6 separate regions of the Mus musculus genome follow, and regions 1, 2, 3, 4 and 6 are each linked to region 5. Evidence: chromatin contacts called from public Hi-C, HiChIP or PLAC-seq and promoter capture Hi-C data. All regions are on one chromosome and are shown on one strand. The core of a region is the stretch at or near the end of the contact, and the rest is flanking DNA. Distances in the headings are between cores, read along the strand shown. Region 1 holds the start of Mpst (mercaptopyruvate sulfurtransferase). Region 2 holds the start of Csf2rb (colony stimulating factor 2 receptor, beta, low-affinity (granulocyte-macrophage)). Region 3 has its middle 21 kb from the start of Mir7676-2. Region 4 holds the start of Ncf4 (neutrophil cytosolic factor 4). Region 5 holds the start of Txn2 (thioredoxin 2). Region 6 holds the start of Pvalb (parvalbumin).

The links. Promoter capture Hi-C pulls out the DNA fragments that hold promoters and counts their contacts. Hi-C and Micro-C count contacts between places; a contact is called where the count stands out from the background. HiChIP or PLAC-seq counts read pairs in DNA pulled down with a chosen protein or histone mark.
Region 1: a contact with region 5 is called in a Hi-C map of liver, with 1.6 times the contacts expected there. The contact joins the promoter of Mpst here to the promoter of Txn2 in region 5. A contact is called at or near these places in 14 of 39 promoter capture datasets (the 3T3-L1 cell line, 3T3-L1-derived adipocytes, the C10 cell line and 9 more), 5 of 484 Hi-C or Micro-C datasets (the G1E-ER4 cell line, erythroblasts, granulosa cells and 2 more), 4 of 115 datasets of contacts at active chromatin or transcription factors (astrocytes, memory CD8 T cells, pancreatic cancer cells and 1 more) and 2 of 9 other capture datasets (adipose tissue and embryonic stem cells).
Region 2: a promoter capture Hi-C map of hippocampal neurons shows a contact between it and region 5, with 4 times the contacts expected there. The contact joins the promoter of Csf2rb here to the promoter of Txn2 in region 5. A contact is called at or near these places in 10 of 39 promoter capture datasets (the 3T3-L1 cell line, the C10 cell line, the HPC-7 cell line and 5 more), 4 of 484 Hi-C or Micro-C datasets (cerebral cortex and embryonic stem cells) and 1 of 9 other capture datasets (liver).
Region 3: a contact with region 5 is called in an H3K4me3 HiChIP or PLAC-seq map of stem cell-derived neural progenitor cells, with 2.4 times the contacts expected there. The contact joins the enhancer-like site here to the promoter of Txn2 in region 5. A contact is called at or near these places in 6 of 39 promoter capture datasets (the 3T3-L1 cell line, 3T3-L1-derived adipocytes, the C10 cell line and 3 more), 1 of 15 datasets of contacts at CTCF or cohesin (pro-B cells), 2 of 484 Hi-C or Micro-C datasets (myocytes and regulatory T cells) and 2 of 115 datasets of contacts at active chromatin or transcription factors (astrocytes and stem cell-derived neural progenitor cells).
Region 4: a contact with region 5 is called in a promoter capture Hi-C map of liver, with 5 times the contacts expected there. The contact joins the promoter of Ncf4 here to the promoter of Txn2 in region 5. A contact is called at or near these places in 16 of 39 promoter capture datasets (the 3T3-L1 cell line, 3T3-L1-derived adipocytes, the C10 cell line and 9 more), 2 of 15 datasets of contacts at CTCF or cohesin (the G1E-ER4 cell line and embryonic stem cells), 19 of 484 Hi-C or Micro-C datasets (the AML12 cell line, B cells, the Ba/F3 cell line and 7 more), 5 of 115 datasets of contacts at active chromatin or transcription factors (T-cell acute lymphoblastic leukemia, bone marrow-derived macrophages, effector CD8 T cells and 2 more) and 2 of 9 other capture datasets (liver and macrophages).
Region 6: a promoter capture Hi-C map of 3T3-L1-derived adipocytes shows a contact between it and region 5, with 4 times the contacts expected there. The contact joins the promoter of Pvalb here to the promoter of Txn2 in region 5. A contact is called at or near these places in 7 of 39 promoter capture datasets (the 3T3-L1 cell line, 3T3-L1-derived adipocytes, HPC-7-derived erythroid cells and 3 more), 1 of 484 Hi-C or Micro-C datasets (the HL-1 cell line), 3 of 115 datasets of contacts at active chromatin or transcription factors (bone marrow-derived macrophages, embryonic stem cells and oligodendrocyte precursor cells) and 2 of 9 other capture datasets (embryonic stem cells and pancreatic islet).

The regions. Positions count from the first base shown.
Region 1 is chr15:78,404,670-78,408,307 of GRCm38.p6, reverse strand. Mpst (mercaptopyruvate sulfurtransferase) reads right to left here and starts at 1,596. Exons shown (of 3, transcript NM_001162493.1): 1 at 1,564-1,596. Tst (thiosulfate sulfurtransferase, mitochondrial) reads left to right here and starts at 2,443. Exons shown (of 2, transcript NM_009437.5): 1 at 2,443-3,069. The coding sequence starts at 2,475.
Region 2 is chr15:78,323,644-78,327,420 of GRCm38.p6, reverse strand. Csf2rb (colony stimulating factor 2 receptor, beta, low-affinity (granulocyte-macrophage)) reads right to left here and starts at 1,431. Exons shown (of 14, transcript NM_007780.4): 1 at 1,323-1,431.
Region 3 is chr15:78,367,917-78,371,402 of GRCm38.p6, reverse strand. No RefSeq gene overlaps it. Among named protein-coding and RNA genes, the nearest start is that of Mir7676-2, 21 kb to the right of the region's middle. Within about 2 kb of position 2,207, at least 62 of the 459 cell types and tissues checked have an H3K27ac peak or open chromatin away from gene starts, as enhancers often do. A contact at or near this core is called in astrocytes and stem cell-derived neural progenitor cells, where this site is marked.
Region 4 is chr15:78,243,266-78,246,956 of GRCm38.p6, reverse strand. It overlaps Ncf4 (neutrophil cytosolic factor 4), which reads right to left and starts at 2,146. Exons shown (of 10, transcript NM_008677.2): 1 at 1,870-2,146. The coding sequence starts at 1,901.
Region 5 is chr15:77,927,174-77,930,488 of GRCm38.p6, reverse strand. It overlaps Txn2 (thioredoxin 2), which reads left to right and starts at 1,495. Exons shown (of 4, transcript NM_019913.5): 1 at 1,495-1,582; 2 at 2,535-2,797. The coding sequence starts at 2,535.
Region 6 is chr15:78,202,539-78,206,090 of GRCm38.p6, reverse strand. It overlaps Pvalb (parvalbumin), which reads left to right and starts at 1,854. Exons shown (of 4, transcript NM_001330686.1): 1 at 1,854-2,006; 2 at 3,438-3,552. The coding sequence starts at 1,946.

The sequences.
Region 1 (3,638 bases), core at 347-2,846, 480 kb before region 5:
GTGAGCTATCATCCCAGCACTTTCCCTCACTCTCTATCCTGGAACTTGAAATTCTCCTCTTCCTACTCAGAGTCCAGAGTGGGGGAGTGGGGGAGTGGGGGTGGGTGGATTACAAGCATATACCACCATGCCAGACTCCAAAACCCACCTCTTAGTGAGAATAAAAACGTGACTATAGAAGGGCCACCACTGACCCTATAAACAGCTTCTTTGAATGATCATTTAGGGAAGTTGAATGCAAACCTGCTATTCCTTCCTTTACTCTCCTAATGGCCCTTGAGTCTACAGCTGGCCTTAGACTTCCAGGGGGTGGGACTTCAAAGGTCTGAGGTCACTACCCTCCCTGCTTGATTGACAGTTATGACAAAAGACCCCAGGCAGCAGAAAGAGAGTCAGAGAGGCTAGGCTATGAGTGCTCATGAGGGGAAGAGACCAGAAAGAGACTAGGTTTCTTTGTGCTTGAAGGGCCAGGATCCCAGGGGAGAGTAGCTCTCTGGAAGTCCATCAGGACATATAGGACAGGCCCAGGCCATCCTAAGTTAGTGTGAGCCTATATATCCCACCCATGGGGGGTGGGGGTTCGGGCACTGAAGAGCATCTCCCTAACTAGACCCTCCTGGTACCTTCTCTTCCCTACTGTCAAGCTCCAGGTGCAGAGTATGCTGGGAAAATGCTAGACAGTGAATTTTTGCAACACACTGTGACAGTATTTCAGGGTAGGATAGATGCTCAAAAAAACAGGGAGGGGAGTTCAAGAGAAAAGCATTCCAGGGGAACAGAATAGACTAGAGAGGGGGTGTACAGCTGGTTTGCAGGAGCCATGCTCTATTTCCAGATATCTTGCTTATTGGGATTTATATAAATTTACAATGAAGTGGTAAAAACTGAAGCCCAAGACGACAACGACGACTACTACTACTACTAAGCATAAGGCTTCAAGGATGGACAGGTAAACCGAGGCAGCTCCCACCACTTTGGGCTTCAGGTGAGAAATTAGTCCCTTTTCCACTACGTGCCTTGGCACCTCCTGGCTCTACCTGTTTCTCCTGTTGGGAGTTCAGCTCAATCCGGCAGGGTCGTGAAGGCACTCGGCAAGGCGGGCTTCATAAATGCTAGTTTTATTTTTATTCCGTTCTGTTACTTTCTCCTCTTGGGGCATGCTAGATCTCCTCACCACAGCTCCTCTGAATTGCTTTGTTTATTCTCTTGCTCCCCCCCCCCAACTTTCTCAGGAGGCATCAGGTCTTTCCAAACCCCATCCACTCACTGCTACCCACCTGTCTCTTATCCCACACCAACCCACAGACGGCCACAAGCAGCCACGGACAGTCTTCCTAAGGCAAATTAGAGGCGCCCTGGAAACTCTTCTCTCATAGACTGCATCCCCTCCTCCACTCCCGCGTGATACCACGCTATGCACCCCCGGAGAAGCACCCTCTCTCACAGAAAAGCAAGTAGGACGCGTTGGGTAGCAGATACCAGGGATTTGCGCTCCCCGTTTCCCAGCTCCGCCATGTCACCCCCTCCCCACGCCCTCAGAGGTTCCCTCCTTCCGCCACCAACCTGCGGCCAGCCAAAGGGAGGAGACTTGGGCACAGCCCACTGTTTGGGCCACTCCGAGACGTTGCACCTTCCATTTCCCGTACTGCGGGGGACGCAGGCGCCATGAAGCCGGGTTGCGCGCTGCCCCAGTGTCACCTCGAGCTTCAAATAGCCCCCTTTATGTATGAGAAGTATTATACGAGGAGGGGCAAACAAGACTCCCGTGCGAAGACGCAGAAGCTGTTCGGAATCCCGACTGTCTACGAGAGAGGTTTCTCTCCTCACCCCCATGGGAGGCGGTACAATGGTGCGGGCCACTTGAGAACCCTCCCGGCTCCTGGTTTGAACCCTCCAGCTTCTTCGGAGCGCAAGGGCGAGTGCCAGCCCAGCTACTTTTGCGACTGAGTGCAGCGAGCCGCCCAGGATGGAGCCGCTAGCTGGGTCCTGGCGAAAGCAGGGCAGAGTGCCTGGAGCCCTTTCACCGGAATTGGACATTCTAGAAGCCAGAGAACTCTGGCTGCAAGAAACGAAAGCAGAAGGGTAATCAGTGCGCCCGGAGAGGCGACTGGAAGGCCATCTCTGACTTGTGTTTGTTTTTCCCATTCTTGAAGACAGAGTCCTGAGCCAGCCCCTCCCACCAATTTGCTGCTATAGTAATGCACCGAAGCTCTTAGCCACGCCCACCTGCCCTCCTAGGCACCAGAAAGGGAGGGCGCCGGGGAAGTGGGAGGGGTGGAGCAGGCTTTCCCTAGGGAATGTGCCAACCTCTCCCACTGTGAGTCTGGCTCTGAGTGTAGTTACGATTGCACGCTGGGAAAATGTAGTGGGAGCAACAGCCCCGCCCCCTGGGCTCCGCCCACCGCACTCAGCCCTCTCAGGCCTGTCTCTTTCCTGGTTCCCAACCGCGCCAGGTGACTCGCAGAACTGACACTATGGTACATCAGGTGCTCTACCGGGCGCTGGTATCCACCAAGTGGCTGGCGGAATCCATTCGGTCTGGCCGCCTGGGGCCCAGCCTTCGGGTGCTGGACGCGTCTTGGTACTCACCCGGGACCCGCCAGGCACGCAAAGAGTACCAGGAGCGACACGTGCCTGGCGCGTCCTTCTTTGATATAGAGGAATGCCGGGACACGACTTCGCCTTATGAGATGATGCTGCCCAGTGAGGCCCACTTTGGGGACTATGTGGGCAACCTGGGCATAAGCAACGACACACATGTGGTGGTATACGATGGAGATGACCTGGGCAGCTTCTATGCACCCAGAGTCTGGTGGATGTTTCGTGTGTTTGGCCACCGCACAGTGTCAGTGCTCAATGGTGGCTTCCGGAACTGGCTGAAGGAGGGCCACCCGGTGACATCTGAGCCCTCGAGGCCAGAGCCAGCCGTTTTCAAAGCCACACTGAATCTCTCCCTGCTCAAGACCTATGAGCAGGTCCTAGAGAATCTCCAGTCTAAAAGGTTCCAGCTGGTGGACTCTCGGGCCCAAGGACGGTACCTGGGCACACAACCGGAGCCGGATATAGTAGGTAGGTGTTCCAGTGGCCCTTGGGAGGATTGCACAACAAAAGGATGGGGAATCAAAAAACCCCTGGATCCCTCAGGCCCTCTAGGTAGACTTGTCTTTCCATCTGTAAAATGGGAGGGTACGGCCAACCTTGAAGTCTTTTATAGCGCTCATACATGGGGGCCCTGTGTGCCATAGCCGGGTGCTAACAAGCTGCCCCTATTAGGTGACTGGGGTCCTGTCCATCCATGGTCCACTTCCAGGCACCAGCGCTCCCACATGCAGTAGATGTACGAAAAGGTGTTCTCTCCACAAGCAGTCATTTGTATGGCTGCACAGAGGTCTACAAATCTCTTCCCACTCTCTCCATCCCAGAAGCCCTTTCAAATATCAACAAGGCCCTTCTGAGCTCTTCTGGGACCCTGGCTAGTGTCTGTGAAAGGCACCTCAGTTCATAACCTCAGCAAGTGGCTGCGACCTGTCTGTTACAGCAGCTATCAGCCAGGGAAATGGACGGGATGAAATACCTGACTTAGATGAAGCACTGGGGGATTGTTACTTGGTCAGTTAAGTGGTAGAATCTGGATTTGA
Region 2 (3,777 bases), core at 182-2,681, 400 kb before region 5:
CTAACAACCATTTGTAATGAGATCTGACTCACTCTTCTGGAGTGTCTGAAAACAGCTACAGTGTACTTACATATAATAAAATAAATAAATTAAAAAAAATAAGGGCTTTTGAAAAAGAGGTAGAGAAAGGGGAGACGCTGCACTACAAAGAAGTGAGTGGAGGTGCCTTTTCCTTCCATTGCCAGATCAGGTTCAAAGGCCCTATGTGCTGGGCGTGAGCAGAGGCAGGGGCCTGAACCTCAGGCAAATTCTTTGCTTAACAGATCACAGAGATTTCTGTCGCACATATGCATGACCTCTGGAATACAGCATGTGGGATATATGGACAGGTTAGTTTATGATCTGTGAGACATGACAGTGGTCTCTGTCAGCAGAGGGGCTGTCTGTGTCCCTGTCTGAGAGCGACTGGTCCCTAGCTATGTGATGAGACACCTACCTTCCGGCACACTAGGTACAGAAGCGACACATCTGGACCCAAATCATCTGTGGTGATTTCAGAGCACAGTATGGTGTGTGTGTGTGTGTGTGTGTGTGCGTGTGCGCGTGTGCGTGTGCGTGTGCGTGTGTGTGTGTTTGTGACAGAGAGAGACAAAGAAAGAGAGAGAGACAGAGTTGGAGAGACAGAAACAGACACACACATAGAGAGAGAAAGAGATAGTCAGAGAGACAGAGACAGAGACAGAGACAGAGACAGAGAAAGAGAAAAACAGAGCTGGATGATCTGGTATATCTCTGGGCACTTCCCAAGTAAGATTGTCAAATTACACCCAGTACCAAGGGAGGTTCTACATCTCTGGTTCTGTCCCCAACACTTCGTCATCCTTGTAGGTAAATTTTCTCTACCCCCTCTCTTTCTCCTCTCTCTGTCCTCCATTTCTAGTTGAAACAGAGGAAGCCATGTCTCCCACTCACCCTGTCCCACAGATGTGTGACCTGAAGCTCAGGACAGGGAATTAAGTAACATATGGATGGCAAAGTTAGAAGGAACACAGTGCTTAGCCCGATATAGAGCTTTAGGGGAGTCCTCCCTGCCACCAGACCTCCAGTGATAAAGCTGTGTCCTCCCGGAGTCCCACAGCCCCAGAGCGTATCCTAACCGTACCTCTTCCAGAGTTCTAACTTTGTTCCCAGCTCCAATGCTCCGGGGTGCCCCTCCTCCACTCACTGACTTGGAGTCTGAGACCTAGTCTTTCTAGAGAGATCAAGTCTGAGGAATACGCTACCCCAGCCCTGTCTTATCCTGTCCTTTTCCACCCTGGAGACCCCCACAGCCCCTGCTTTGCGCCCACCCTCAGCTCTGCATCAGGAAGCCAGCCACTTACCTCTGTGCTTGGGCGACAGGCAGCCTCCTTCGGGAGCCTCCAAGTGCCAGTGAGTTGCAGGCTCTTCCTATTTATCTGTGCCCCATCTGGAGGAAACAGAGAGCAGATTGAGGAAGTTGCCAGTGCCCTTTCGCAAGCAGCTTCGCCTGATTCTCAGAATTGTGGACATTAGCCTCTGATAATACTCACGACATTTAGTTCTGCCAGAGTAGCTCGCTCCCCACCATCTCCCAGTCAGCTCTCATGTGCCCTTCAGGTCTCAGCCTGAAATGGTCTCCTCCACACCCCTCCCTGACTCCTCTGGAGGAAGCAGACACAGAGGGCAATAACCACCTCCCTGCAAGCATGTGCCCAGAGCCAGGCAGAGCTGGGGAGGACCTTGAGGGCACCACTTCTTAGCATGTGGCCTTATGCAAATCAGCTACAGGTGGCCTCTTCAAGTCTTGAGACACCTTGGGGTATTTTTCTAGAAGGACCTACAAACCAGAAAGGTTTTGAGGGTATGCCATTGACATGGAAAACCTAAGTTGACAACAGTCAGTAGGCAGTGGGAGCAGTCTTGATCCCTGGCTGTCAGCTTTGGCTTTCCCTTTTCTGTCCTGCCCTAGAGTCCCTGTTTTCTTCCCATCTTGTCTTCAGAGCAAGTGATGTTTTGTGTCTGTTCCCCTCCCCCAGTGCCCAGCCATGGCCCAGAGGAGGAACACATGACTGGGTATAAAGTGAATGAATGAATGAATGAATGAATGAACAAATGAATAACTTGAGGCTGCTGGGGTTAAGAGGAGGGGAGTGACAAGAAAAATGAAGACTGAAGTGTGACCACTATGCCCCTCCTTAGAAGTGGGAATAAAACACCCTTGGAAGGAGTTACAGAGACAAAGTTTGGAGCTGAGATAAAAGGATGGACCATGTAGACACTAGCATATCCGGGGATCCATCCCATAATCAGCTTCCAAATGCTGACACCATTGCATACACTAGCAAGATTATGCTGAAAGGACCCTGATATAGCTGTCTCTTGTCAGAGTATGCCTGGGCCTAGCAAACATAGAAGTGGATGCTCACAGTCGGCTATTGGATGGATCACATGGCCCCCAATGAAGGAGCTAGAGAAAGTACCAAAAAAGCTAAAGGGATCTGCAACCCTATAGGTGGAACAACATTATGAACTAACCAGTACCCCGGAGCTCTTGACTCTAGCTGCATATGCATCAAAAGATGGCCTAGTCGGCCATCACTCGAAAGAGAGGCCCATTGGACACGCAAACTTTATATGCCCCAGTACAGGGGAACGCCAGGGCCATAAAAGGGGAGTGGGTGGGTAGGGGAGAGGGGGTGGGTGGCTATGGGGGACTTTTGGTATAGCATTGCAAATGTAAATGAGCGAAATACCTAATAAAAAATGGAAAAAAAAAAAAAGAGGAGGGGAGTGAGCCATTCTCTCAGGGCAAAATTTAAAGGGACACCAAAACCCTTTCATAGAAATGAGTGATATTTTAATATAGTAAATAAATTCAAATAAGCATAAAAATACAAGCATTGAAATGTCAGATTTTTTTTAAAAGTAGCTTCAGTGATACACTGGTAATTTCTTATCTCCCAATACAGAGCTACAGAGATAGGAGACCAGACAGTAGGAGAGGGCCCCTGGGCAGGGGGACAGCAGTTAGTTCCAGATGAACAGAAACCTTCCACCAACCTCTGGACTGATTCTATTCTCAGAGATCAGTGTGCCCGAATCGTATACCTCTAATCCACAACACTGCAGATCCTCATGTCCAGACACCAATGGGTTTGTTTTACTTCATATTTTCTTTTATTCAACAGAAAACGAAAGTCAAGAAGTTCGGTGGCTGACTTGTCGCGAGGGGTGCAATCCATGGGGCACACGGCAGGTGTTTTGGTTCACAATGGTGTTCATTAGGTACTTAGTCAACCCTTTCTCCCCGTGCAGTAGCTATGCCATAGTCATGGCAGCAAACGACACAGAGTATGAATTGTGTGGTACCTATGAGAGGCTCTCATGGAACAGGGGATACTAACACAAGGCAGGTGGTCTCTGTCTGATAACTGGATCCACCCTCCTATGTGGCCTTGAAATTCAGAGAGATTAGTATCTCCTCACACATTGCATAACCATTTCTCCAAATATCTTACTGTTTGAGGAAATTGACACATCACCCAGACAGCCCTTGAAATCAATGCATAAATGGTCATGTCCACCATCCCCACCTACACGGGACACCCCGGACATGTAAAACTGACAAGAAATCCTTGATCCTCAGATCATACAGCAGGAACAACATGTCTTGTTGGACAACCTACTACTCTTTGGGATCAGTGTCACACTAGGGCTCAATAGGGTCCTTGTCACCAACCTCCTGCTACTTACTTTATATAATACCCATTGCTTTCTTAACACAGACTGTCCCCAGATAAATGTGCCCTTGCCCCA
Region 3 (3,486 bases), core at 958-3,457, 440 kb before region 5:
CTGTCCTCATGGGGACAGTGTGGGTGCCTGTGGCTCGGGGGCTCTGTGAAGTTTTCTGGAATGTGGAAAGTGAAAGGAGATGAACCAAAGAAAAACAATTGCACGTGACTTTGTGGGGAAGAATGGGTTTTATCCAGTGATTACTGTCAGAGGGCAACATGACGGGATTTCAATGTGCTGGTTGACTTGATTTATTTATTTTTAGTCTAGAACCAGGCAGCATTTCATTTTATAAAATAGAGAACTTCCAGGGAGCCAACAGAGGGTTGCTCCATAATCAGAAAAGGGCTAAAGAAAGTGACTTACAGCCGGGCGGTGGTGGCACACACTTTTAATCCCAGCACTTGGGAGACAGAGGCAGGCAGATTTCTAAGTTTGAGGCCAGCCTGGTCTACAAAGTGAGTTCCAGGACAGCCAGGGCTACACAGAGAAACCTTGTCTTGAAAGACAACAACAACAAAAAACAAAAAAACAAAAAGAAAGAAAGAAAGAAAGAAAGGAAGGAAGGAAGGAAGAAAGAAAGAAAGAAAGAAAGAAAGAAAGAAAGAAAGAAAGAAAGAAAGAAAGTGACTTATTTCACTTGCAGGGGAGATAGGAAAGCATAAAAAGTCCTGGGCCGCCCCCCAGATGACTTCAGGAGACCTTGCTGTGCTCAGGGTTAAGTCAGAGAGAGCCCCACTATCCTGCCTTGGAAGTGTAGCTGTTCCTTAAGGTCAGAGGAACGATTTGTAGTGACTTGTCTGGTGCTGTGACAAAATCCTGGACCACAACTCAAGAGGAAGTGTTTCCATGGGCTTACAGTTCCAGGGAGCACAGTCCAGCATGACCAGGGAAACCTGCATGCAGAGCAGGAGGCAGCTGTCCACAGTGCATCCACAGGCAGGAAGCGGTTGGGGAAGGTCCACCTCTGTGGGTGGCCATAATCCAATTGTTGAGAGTCCCAGGGAAGGAAGCAGAGCTGAGTGTGAGTGCTTAGTGTACTCTCTCCTGTTTATTCAGGCCACGGCCCCAGCCTATAGGATGGTACCACTGCTAATTAGTCTTCATACATTGATCACCCCAATCTAGATCATCTCTCATTGACACGCTCATAGGTTCATTTCCATGGCGATCTTAGATGCAGTCAAGTTGTCAAGATTAGCCATCATACCTGGTGCCCTGGGACTTTGGTATGATGAGTTCATTGTACCTACCAGCTTGATCCATTGAGGCAAAAAACAATGGCCTCCTGGCCTTTTGATTTAATATTACTGACAAAGGGGAGGAAGTGACTCACTTCTCCTTTTGATTGGCTGGACCTTTGAATGGATGAATGGGGGTATAGAAGGGGAGAGTGGGGACTCTGGGGACAAATGTGGTCAGGTCATCTGTATTTGCTGGCTGCTATGAAGCTGTGGTTCTGTTTCTGTTGGTTCTATTTCAAAGGAATGGCTTTCAGGTTCTTGGACCCTCTGAATAGCAGTTGGTCCATGCCCAGCTGGGAGGGACAAAGGAAGGAATGTCCAATTCAAGCCTTGTCAGCTAAGGCTCTGGAAAAGAGGTCAGGAGCATGTGCCCGGTGTTGGCTGGAGTAAGATGCTCAGCCCCCAGTAGCATGGATCTGCCTTGGACTGGCTGTTTAGTTGGAATTTGGGCTTGCTGGGAATACACTCTCATGCTGCCAGAGGCCATGCCAAAGTTCCACTTGTCTGAGTGCAGATAATGGCACTTCTGTGTCTTGCTGTCCCCCAGCTGTCCCAGTCAGAGACATAGGACCTACATTCCAGAACACTGAGGCTTGCTCTCATCACGAGCACTATGTGGCACACAGGGACATATATACACACTGTCGCTGCGGTAGCTAAACAGAGGTATAGTGGCTCTTACAAACAGGTGTGCAATACTGTGGCATGTACACCAACATGTGTGTCTGTTCACATCTGGATATTAACACAACAGAGGCATTCATTGTTAGCGTCCACCCAAATACAAGTGTGCAAGAAGGGACAGCCTCACACTACTTTTTCCTCCTCTTCCTCCTCATCCCCCCTCCTCCTCCTCTTCTTTTTAGACTAACCAAGTGCACTAGTTAAAAGGGGGAGGGTAGAACATGGAGTTCTATCTTTAACTGACTGTGAGCAATCGGTTGAGATAACTCACCACCTCTGGACCTGTCCACACTAGGTTTAATGTTCTATCTACAGTTAGGGTTTTGCAATTCCTTGCAATGTTTGCACAAGAGGTCCGAGTTTCCGTTTGGCCCTGAGCTCTGCATAGATGCACCCGCACAGCTCATTCTGCTTGCTCTTTCCTTGTCTTGACCACCAGACTTCAAAGGCTTCAGAGATCTGCAGCGGGAGGGTCTGACGCCGCAGAGTTGAAGTAATGCAGGGTGCTGACCTCTAGGTGGCAGCACCATTCCGATCAAACCTCAGTGGGCTGCAGAGGGGAGAAAACTGGCCCCTCAGATAGGGGTTTGAGGTGGCCCCAGGATCCACTGTCCCCCACTCCCTGCCCCCGAAAGCTTGAGGTTTACCAAAGTAACTGCCCTAGAGGGAATTACCTGATCCATTCTTCTACCAAGGAATCTTTAATAGCTTTCTTTAAAAAATCTAATTACAAGTCATGGATAGTGGTGCCACACCTTTAGCTCTAGCTCTTGAGAGGCAGACAGACTGATTTCTGTGATTTCAAGGCCAGCCCTGGTCTGCATAGAGAGTTCTAGGACATCCAGGGTTTTGTAGTGAGACCCTTGTCTTCAAACAAACAAACAAACAAACAAATCTGATTACAAACGCAACACATTTTATTTTAGAAAACAGAACACATACACACAGATGTATGTATGTGCATGTGTGTGCATGGGAGGTGGCATTTGTGCATGTGAACGCTGGTGCCTCTGGAGGCTAAAAGAAGGTCAGACCCCTTCAAGCTGGTGTCTCAGGTAGCTGTGTACAGGGAACTAAATGTAGGTCCTCTTCAGCAGCAGGAAGTGCTTTACCCACAAGCCATCTCTCCGGACCATATGTGGTTTTAAAAATGCCTTTGGCTTTTTCTATCTTTCTTTCCACCACATCTTTGGGATTTGGTGGGCACCCCCTCCCCCAGGCCCCAATTCAGGATTCAAGTTAGAAACCAGGAGAAAGGCCCAAGTCCTTGAAACTCTCCCCACTCCTCAGGCACTGTTCTGTTGAGATCTCCACACAGACCTCCTCTCTATCCAGGTTTGAATGTCCACTAGGGATGACCGAGGTTCCCTTCTGAGATCTCTTCCAGATGGCAGAGGTTTCTCACAGTCTCTTCCTTAGAGGCCTGTCTCGTTCCCCTGTGGGCTGCTTTTGACTCAGACTTAACAGGCAGAGGGAAGGAGTAGCCATCTCTCTCAGAAGGCACCTGCAGCTGATGTGTGGGCACAGATGAGTTGTTCTCATCACTCTTGGGAGATATTAAAAGCCATACTTGCCATGGTGTCAATGTGGCTGGACTGGGGACCATCTAGGAAGCTTC
Region 4 (3,691 bases), core at 897-3,396, 320 kb before region 5:
CCTGGACTAGGACCAGAATTCACTCAGCTCCCTGTCAGAAGAGACCTTGTGGGGCCTCTCCCCATCCTCCGGCTCCTCCCACCCCTCTCTGAAAATGGAGACAATCATCAAATCCCTGCCACCCCATAAGAGCACACTGCATCCCCTAAGCACCCAGAGCGGCGCCAGGCGCCTAGAAGGTCCTGAGCGGCTACTTCCACTTGTCCCAGTGTGAGCCGTCTGCAGCTGAGCTGCCAAGGAGGCTGTGGTGTGGGGAGAGGGAAGGGGACTGGGAAGATAGCTGTCCCCCTCGGACCCCACACGGGTTTTGTTGGGTGGATACCAGGCTCCGTGCACACGGGAGCTACACATGGAGGTCCGCTTGGGGACCTGATCTAGGGGAGTCCTGAAAACTGCAGGTGTGTGGTACCTCAATCACAGTGGGAGCTGGAATGACATGTGGCCATGGGAGCTAAACTCTGCAGCTGCCCTGGAAGAGACACTATATATGATATCTCCTCGTCTGTATCTCTGCCGGACTGGTTCTCAAAGAGGACGCTGGAGATACTGGGTCTGATGGCCCTAGGACCTGGGTCCATGGTCCTATCAGGGGCAGAGGAGGAGAGCCACCCCCCTCAGAGGGCGGGGGAACAGCTGTGGAAAGGGCAGAGTGGGCGGAGGAAACACTGAGCCCTGATAGTCCTTACAGGCACCATCTGAACTCTGCACCCCAAGAAACAAGAAGGGACCCAAGCTTCTAGTGGCTACAGTTTCTAGAAGATTCAAGTTTGCATGTCTGTCAGTCTCCTAGGAGAACTTGGGGGTGAGAAAGGCTGGAGTCATATTATGCAGCCTTACTTAGCACCCCAGTAACACTCTCTATAGCTATGGAAGGACCCCCACCCAACACTAACTCTTGTTACAGACAAACCTCCTCTGACCTTTGACCTACAGGAATCCCATCCCCTTTTCCAGATCCCACGAGTGCTTTGCTCACACCTGGGTCTTGTCAGTCAGACCTGTTCTGGTGACTCTCAAGCAGTTCACATGGACACTTGGCTTCCTAACGTTGCTTTCTGCTTGATCCAGGGGACGGTTCTGTCATTTGGGTCTCCACATGCAGATGGGAACACAGGGCTGTCTCCATAAGAGACACTGAGCAAGTGCTGACTGAATGAGGTGGCCGGGCTTGGGGCCATCAGGTCTCCTTGTCCCTACCTGTATAATGTCAGCATTGTCCAAGATAGATCTGGGTCATTTTTGAGCTCTTAGCAGATGTAGTGAGCTCTCAGTGTGTCCCAGGGCTGTTCGGCCTCCCAGAGACACAACTGTGATCCAAAAAACTAAAACACCCTCAGAGCAGGCAGAGCAAAGACCCGGCCCCCAACATTGTGCCAAGCATCTAAGACCTGTTCAGGACAAGGAAGTGGAGTGAGGGGTCAGACGGCAGAGCCTGGGCTATCTGAACCTAAAGATAGGAAAACGCAGAGGCCAGTTTCAGTCTGAAGGGCAGATGGAAGAGCCGCTCCTGATTGCAGTGTGGAACCAGGAACCCAGAACCCAAGCCTAGCACCCAGGACACCTCTGCTCCCAGGCTCTGCCACCCACTCACCCTGTGGTCCTTGGCCACATCCAAGCCACTCCCCATTCTGAGCCTTAGGCTTCTTACTGGTGCATAACACTGCCGACCTACTAAGTCAAGGTTCTAGAAACATCTGCTGGAGCATGCAGCTCCTGCAGTATCATTCAGCAAGACCTTCAAATTTGACTCTGTGCTGATCCACTGATATCAGGTGACAGGAGGGACAGCCTCTTACTTCCCCATACCCACCCCCCAGGCCTATTGGGATCATTGAGAAAGCCTGGCAGGGAATAGAGGCACACTCTCACCTCTCTGATCGCAGCTGCTGGGCCAGGGCCATGGCTGTGGGTAGTCAGAAAAGCAGATGGATGGGGGCCTTGCCCAACCAGATCCAGGCCGAGTTCACCTCTCACTTCCTCCTATGTGCATCTGAGAGCTTCCTGAAGCTTGGGGTGTCCCCAGGGGCAGCCTTTGAGGAGGTCCCGCCCTGCCCAGCTTCTCTGGACCCTCCTTGAAGTACCTCCTTCAGGCTTTGAGCTGCCTGGCCCTCACACGTCTTCTCAGCCACTTCCCAGCTGCACAGCAGTTGAGGAAGTGGCACCCTTGGGTGCTGGGCTTGCGTGAGGCCACTGGCTTTGGGGATTTCCTCAGTGCCTGTCTCTGGTGCTGAGCTCCACCCACCATAGAGCAGTTTTAGCCCTGGGTAGTCCATCAAGGACACTTGTGGACTTCCTCCTCAGGCTTCTTCCTGAATCCCTTTCTCAAGCATCCAAGACCTGCCATTCATTCCTAAGGTCTGGTGGAGATAGTGCTTTTTCCAGGAAGCTCTCCTGGTCCCCCTCCCTCTTATACTAGGAAGTCATTGTTTTATGCCCCATCTGGGGCTCTGGGCTCTGAGATACCACATTCAGCTCTCCCAGAGCTTCCATCCACACAGAGGCTCTCCTTACAATCTGCCTCCACCTCCCTACTCAGCTCTCAGAAAAGCCCCAAGCCCCCGCTGCTGGCTTCAGAATCCCCAAGGCCCCGTGGGCTGCCTGCTCTCCCAATCTCTCTTCCCTCATTGCCACCACATTCCCAATGCTCCTCTCCTATCTCCTGTAGGTCTCAGCTCAGAAGCTGCCCTCTAAGAAACAAACCTGTCCTCACCAGACCCTCCCTGCCACTCTCCGGGCTTTTCCTGCGGCAAGCTCTCACCAGCGGGGTTCCCTACCCCAGTGTGTTCCAAACGTGTGTTTGTGTGTTAGGCTTCTTCCAGGCCAGCACTACGCTGCGGACACCCAGATTATGTGAGCAGAAGGAGGAAGTTCTTCGTCAGCTCCTTCTAATGCTTGGTTCTGTAGGGAGCTCTCCAAAGCCTACAGTGAGGATGGGCCCAGCAGCCCAGAGAATGTCCCCCAACCCCCAGCTCCACTTGATGGTATGCTAAGACAGAAGGAGAGATGGCAGCCTGCCCAGCCTGCCTGAATCAGGCTCCTATCTCCCCAACTTTGGAACGTGGCTGTGGGGACAGGGCTTTCCCCCTGAGGAATCTGGAACGGCCTATGTTTCTCACCTTAAATGGGGCTGGATTGGAAGCAGTCTCAGACTCCTCAGGATCTGGCTCCAAGAATATAGAATGTTTTAGGATCCTTACTTTAAAATGTCCCCCCTCCATCCTGTCACCCTGAAGGGATCTTCTGGCCCTGACCCAGCCCAGAGAGGATGAACCTAGAGCTCCCAGGATAGAGTCTGCCCAGTGAGAACTGCCCTCCCCGTGGCCAGGCAGGGCATGGGCTCCTGGGGAGACAGAAACGAGGATGAAGAAAGTCACAGGAGGGGACAGGAAAGTGGGAGAGGGACACTCCACCAGTGACTGCATGTTCATCAAGGCCTTTGCACTGCACAGATAGATCAGGGTGGTAGAGGAACGTAGAATGGACGGTCTGACCTACTCCCAGCACACAGAAGTACCGCAGTTCACAGAGTTAGCTCTTTTAAGCATACAAATCCCTGCTCAAGACAAGGAAAGGTGATCTGAGAGGTCTAAGACGAGCAGGAATTGTACCCATGACTGAGGATGGAGACTGATACCCAGGCCTAGGGAACGGCAAACACATGTGTTACTAAAGATGAGGCTCCAGTGACTGG
Region 5 (3,315 bases), core at 246-2,745:
CTCACAACCATCTGTAATGGGATCCGATGCCCTCTTCTGGTGTGCCTGAAGACAGTGACAGTGTACTTATATACATAAAATAAATACATCTAAAAAAAGAAAAGAAACAGATAACAAAACAATGAACAGAGACTGGTGGCTGTCAGTTGCAAAGACGAGGGCTGACCTCCACTGGAGCAGACAGAAAAGGGACCCAGAGACAGTGCAGAATCTAGTACCTAGTAGCACTTTTCTCAGAGAGCTCTGGGAGAGCCTTCCAGGCACAACTGCAGATGTAGAACACAAAGACGCCTCAGCAAACCACTAATTATTGAGAGAGTGGGTTAAAATAGGGTGGTAGATGGAGTCCATCTGCTGGGACACATCACATAACCCCTCTGACAGAAACCACTTGCTGAGGTGCGCAAAGATTCTCAACTTAGTGTCTATTGAACAGCCTCTCTGTGCTGGGCATTGTACCAGGTTGGCGCTAAGTATATGCAGATGAGACAACCACAAGTCCCTACTCTCAGAAAGAGACGTTGTCCATGTGTTCTGGAGGATTATAAAGCAGGCGCTAGTGAGAAGAAAGCAGTACTATTCAGAGAAGATAAGGTGAGCAGGTGTTCTAAGTACCCAGAGACAAAGTTCAAAGTGAGCAAAGGTATGGAAGGGAAGGTGGACAGCAACGTGTTCCCCGATCGTAAGGGGCTGGAATACTGGTTACAATATGCATAAATGAGGGACTTACACCTCAGTCACTCATGCCAGTGGGAATGGAGAGAAAGCCCTACACTTTACCTTGGATAGTGCTTCCTTGACAGTTCCAAAAAGTAAGACATGACAGTACAAAAGGTAAGGGCTTTAGAAGTACCGCCAGCCCTTAGGGGCAGAGGGACTTGCTCAATCATAAGAAGTTAGGTTGGGCAGAAAAGAATCAAAAACGGCAGAATAACCCCTTAATGCGACATGTGTACACACACACACACCACACACACGACCGGATCTCACGTAGTTCCTAAGTATCGAGGATGACTTTGAACTCCTGAGCCCTCCGGGGTCCTGGGATTAGGTGTGTGCCATCACACCCAGTTTACTTGGTATTGAGAAGCCAGGCTTTGGGTGTGCTAGACAGGAATCCAATTGAGCCATAACCCCAGCCCGGGAATCTCTTCCTTTTAACACTAAGCTTCTGTCGAGAACAGAGCTTCCTCGGCATTAAAGTGAACACAGCCTTCCAGCCCTTTCCAGAGCTCAGATCCAAGGGTGGGCAATGCCAAGAGGCGCAACACAGCAGGAGCTTGTTCCAAAGCCACTCCTTCCTTCCCGCCCTCTCACCCATCTCCTCCCTCACTGGTCCCACACATTTTCCGGTCCCTCCTCCACGATCCCATTCCTTCCGGTCGCGCCCCTTCAGCCCTACATTTTTCCGTCCTCCTCATTGGTGAAAAAAACCGAGCCGCCCCCAAGTTGCAGAGAAACGTCGTCCGCATAGTCTTTCCCGGAAATGACGCTAGACCTGCCCCTGAGGAAGTGACAACAGGAGTGCCCTTGACGGGCAGGCCGGCTGGGCTCTGCATCCCTCTGCTCGCACTGCCGGGAGGTAGGAGCCCTTGCGGGGTGGGCTGAGCCGGGCTGGCGGCGCGCTTCTCTGCAGGAAGGCGATCGGCAGGGGGATGCCCCTAGAGGGAGGAGGTGGCCTTGGCAGCTGCACGTCCTGTGCTCCCAGTCTCCCTGTCCCCCACCCTCCCCAACACGTGTCCATTCTTTGGGCTTCCCTCCGTACACATGCCACCCGCTTCACTTTGGTACCCCATGGCCGGTTCCTACGCCTCTCAGTTCCTCCTTCCGTAGTTGGGAGTCTTCTTCGCTCATTCTTCGACAGCTTCCCTTTCCTTAATTTCCCATAAAAACACTTTTTTAAAAGAATGACTGATAAAAATTTTACAGACGGCCTTGGGTTCCAATTAGCTGTACTTTAAAAACTGGCCTACGTTGGGCATGGCACTTAACCTACCTGTTGCCCTGAGTATGGACGGTATTATAAGGTTTCTTCAGAGTTGATCAGAGAGAGCCAGTGATGTGTGTGTGTGTGGGGGGGGGGGGCATTGGGCTATACACAGTGATGTAAGGCACTTGAGCCTTGTCCCTCCCTCCATTGACCTTTTATAATTCCACCTCAGCCTTGATTTCTTTTTGGCTGTCAACCCAGTTTTTCTGCCCTTCTAACTTAACGTCTATTCAGTGATGCTGACTCCTTACTCACCTCTAGATATTTTTTTTTTGTTGTCGTGGGGAGGTTTTAGAGACCAGGTTTTATTGTCTAGCCCAAACTGACCTTGCCTTATATCACCTGCCTCGCCTCCCAGGAGGAGGATTGACAGGTGGGCCCCACCACACCTGGCCTTTGAAAATCATATATTACAGTATTTCCATGCATCTTGCTTCCAATTCTGTATGTTCCCAACACCTCATTATTCCAGAATTCTTTGTTTTCCTAGTGTGTTGACTTCCTATTGCATGGCCCCAGCTCTTCCTGCCTCTTGCTCCCACAGATGGCTCAGCGGCTCCTCCTGGGGAGGTTCCTGACCTCAGTCATCTCCAGGAAGCCTCCTCAGGGTGTGTGGGCTTCCCTCACCTCTAAGACCCTGCAGACCCCTCAGTACAATGCTGGTGGTCTAACAGTAATGCCCAGCCCAGCCCGGACAGTACACACCACCAGAGTCTGTTTGACGACCTTTAACGTCCAGGATGGACCTGACTTTCAAGACAGAGTTGTCAACAGTGAGACACCAGTTGTTGTGGACTTTCATGCACAGTGAGTACTGGGGACAGTAAGAGATGGAGGGTCTTACTTAAGTATTTATTGAGGGCTCACTATGGCTCTCTACCATGTGTAATGCTTATCTACATACACTCATTATGAAGACTTTTGAGACCCTGTGCCTGTCCTTAAGTATGCAGTATGGTAGGAGACAGATTGATGGTCTTCCTAGCACACTAGGAGACATGCTGCCTCATGCCTACGTCCTGTATCTCAGTGCCCGAAAAGCTCAGAGTCTGCTCCAGTGTGGAACAACATCGTATTTTAACATCGAAACCCACTAAAACTGTGGGAAGGACTGGGCAAAACATTATCAGTGCCACCATAGCCGTCCCCAAGTACGGATGGGGTGGGCAGGAGGTGTATCTTCTCAGTACCGCAGGGGTGTGTTTTAGAGATATATAAATGCCTGCCTTGTGGCCTGGTCTTCATTTCCAGACCTTTACACCAGATTCAACCAAAAAGCCAAGAACCCGATTGCCATCAGGTTTTCTGGACAAGTCTCACCGATT
Region 6 (3,552 bases), core at 605-3,104, 280 kb before region 5:
GAGCAGAAGGCAGAGGGTGAGAGGCAAGCACTTGGGTGAGGAGTTGATTGGCTAAGCCAACAACATGCATGCTTCGCTGAGGATGTCCCAGTGAGGGGACTCAGCAGCAGAGGGAGGAGCAAGGGGAATGGTGAGAACCTTTACCATAAGAGCCAGTATGTGGCTCAGACGCACTGTAGGACTGAGGTTGGGGCATGAGAAAGGATATCTAAGAGGTTTACAGCACACTAAGTCACACCAATAAGCTGACCCTGCTCTGCCTCTGCCTCCATATGGATGGGTCTTCGGGCATTTAGAGACTCCAGGCTCACTATAGCACAAGGGTCTCCAGTTGGAGAAACAGATGCTGTAACTGGGGCCACAGTATAAAGAGAGCCCAGACATTGAACTGTCAACACAGAAGCCTGGCACACTGGAACTGGCAGTCCAGCTGGGAACAAGGGGTAGAGGCTGAGGCCACTAAGTCAACTGAGGCAGGAGACATAGGAGCTAAAGCAGCTGAAGGGTGCAGGACAGCTGGGGGGTCTGAAGTGGGCCTCATGCCCAGAGCTATGAAGTCAGGGGCTGTAGCCTAGGAGCCTTGGAAGCCAGCTGGCAAGCTGTGGCCCAAAGACGCTGACTCACCAGGAGGGGGCAGCTGGAGCCAGGCACTCCTAAGGTTTCCAGGAAGGGCAGCCTTCCAGGGCTCAGCTAGGGGAGACAGTGTTGACAGCAAGTTGTCAGGCAACTTGAGCTACTGGGCAGCTGGGAAGCTGTCCCTTGGTCCCCAGTATCATCATCACCCCAGACGCTGCCCACCTGCCTCAGGTCCCACACAGTGATCCTCCCATCTTTAACACAACACATGACCAGAGAGAAAGGTTATAGCTCAAGGTCATGGGGGGATTCAGCGTGACTCACATTCAGAACTCTATGTGTATGTCTAGTGCTCATATACACTTCGAAGGCTGCTAGCCACAGTCTGAAACTTTGGGAGACCTGAGGGAAGATGGCAGCCTTGTACTCTGGTCCCGTGAGATGAAAAATGTCCTGTTTCCCAGAGGTGATACTCTGATCACAAAACATGGTAATCAAAAAGTATGGTCTGATGGTACTATCCCTTATCCCCCAAATATGACCAACTTGAAAGGTAGATAGCTATGCTGTGGGGCCTCTCTCACCTTAGCCTCCCTAATGGGAATTAGATGAAACACAACTCAGCTGTGTCTGGCCCTGGAGACTAGAAAGTGTGAGAAAAAGAGTCTTCTGGCAGATAAACTGGTGCCCAAAAGGGTCTTCTGACAGATAAACTGGTGCCTTCTTCCTCGCAGAAACCAAATCAAGTTTCAGAATGTGGTCAGGTGAGGGAGGGATGGAGCCCAGACAGAGAGCCTCTGCACAGAGGAGCTCTGATAGTCCAACAACCTCCTCCCTGGGTCCTGTGGCTCAGGTTTCAAGTTCTTAACATTCAGATTTTTCGCGGCATAAATTTGCATCCAGGACAGAAGACAAGAGGGTACTGGAGGCGTGGAGAGACAGAGTGCATAGCCCAGGGGCCACATCGGGGTGGAGGCTGGTCAGCATCATTTTTTCCCCACGCGAGAGGACATTGTCCGAGATGCCCAGATCGGAGCCTCTCTGCCTCCCGTATGCCCTTGACAGCGGCAGAACGCTCCAGTCTCTGCTGGTGGCCCTTTAGATCAGGAGATGGCCCCTGGCGGCGGGGTCCTGGGCGAGCCTCCTGAATGCCCGGACCCCATGGGCATGTGGCCCGCTCAGCTTGGCGGTGCGGCGGGACTGAGCTGCTGAGCTGTGCGCTGAGCCGGGCGCCCCCTGGCGCGGAGCCAGGCCGAGCGGGCGTGCGCCTGGCGCGCGACACTGCAGCGCTGGTCATATGAGCAGAAAGGATGAGGAGAACACTTTTTAATCTTTTCGCACTTGCTCTGCCCGCTCAAACAGTTGCAGGATGTCGATGACAGACGTGCTCAGCGCTGAGGACATCAAGAAGGCGATAGGAGCCTTTGCTGGTGAGCAATGCACCCCCACCCCACTCCCCGCGCCTGGCCCTGTCCCCTTGCCCTCTTCCCGCTTCTGGGGCACCCCTCATCCCTCTGCGAAGCCTCCCCAGTTTCTTCCCTCACGCATCGGGTCTCCATCCTAGGGGGTTAGCTCCTTGGTCCTATGCTTTCCAAGAGCTGCACGGACTGTGCTCCCTGACTGAGTCTCACAAAGTTGAGGGCTCAGAAGAGTGGCCTCTCCGGGAGAACTTGTGGGGGGGTCCAGGACCAAGTGCGAAGACCAGGGAGGAAGAAGCAAGGACCCAGACATCCTCCTCTGAGAAGTGTAGAAGGGTCTGCAAGCCTGGGCTTTCTCTTCAAGAGACCCCTTTCCTTGGCCCCCATTCCCAACAAGACTTTTCCTGGAAGGTAGCCCATTAGTGGAGATCCCCTCCCAGGACAGACATAAGGGCACAGTGACCTTTCTGCATCAGGCACCCAGCCCTGCCCAGCCCGCTGCAGCTCCCCATCTGTACCCCCAGCATCTAATCCTTTTAGGTAGTCCAAGAGAGGGGTACCCACTCGGCTGTGTGATCTCTTTCCTCTAGCTTAGATGTTCTTCCTCTGTCACCCAGGGAGGGAAACTGAGGCTGGGATAAGATTCAAGCTGTACAAGGTCACCCAGTCCAGCACAGGAAGAATGAGATCTGAGGTGGCCTCAGGTCTCAGTGCCCCACCTTGGTGTGTAAAAAGACAAAGCAACTTTTTTTCCCTCCAACTCTGGGCTGAGGGGAGACCATAGTTCTTAAGAGTTTCTGGACAGAGAGGGACATCTATCTGCTTTTTATATAGCTTCCTTCTCCTCCAGACACATACAGGAAGCTCCAAGAAGCCCCCCACCTCCCCCTGGAGCACTATGATAACCCATTCACAGTGCCTTGAGCCACCTTGTCACCCTGAGTATGAAACTCAGCTGAGTTCTTAGAAGTCCTTCATCCCACCCCCAACCACTGGGATGGGTCTCAGAATCTGTGCAGGACTTCTGGGTCCTCCCCTCCCCCTCCCATGATGTGACCTTGACAGAACTATGTCCTCACAGAGTTGATCTTTCTGATCACAGTATGTAGCCAATGAGAGAAAGCCGCCTTTCCATCCATCCTAGCTAGCATCCATCGCATGCCTGTGCACAGCCCACCCAGCCCTCACCCAAAAGGCTTCATAGAAATACAGTTCTCAGGAGGCTGACAGTCTCCCTGTGGCTCATCAGTGTGTGTATGGGGGAACCAAGAAGGGTCGACCTTGGGCAAAGCATCCTTTCCTAGCTGGGCTCCCTCTGTCCTCCTGTTCCCCACAACCATGCAGGTACCCTTTAATAAATGGTACAACATCTCTTTCCCTGACTTTCCCGGTGCCTCTCCCCTGTCCTTCTTTAACCTCCTCTTCCCCCTCAACCCCCAACAGCTGCAGACTCCTTCGACCACAAAAAGTTCTTCCAGATGGTGGGCCTGAAGAAAAAGAACCCGGATGAGGTGAAGAAGGTGTTCCATATTCTGGACAAAGACAAAAGTGGCTTCAT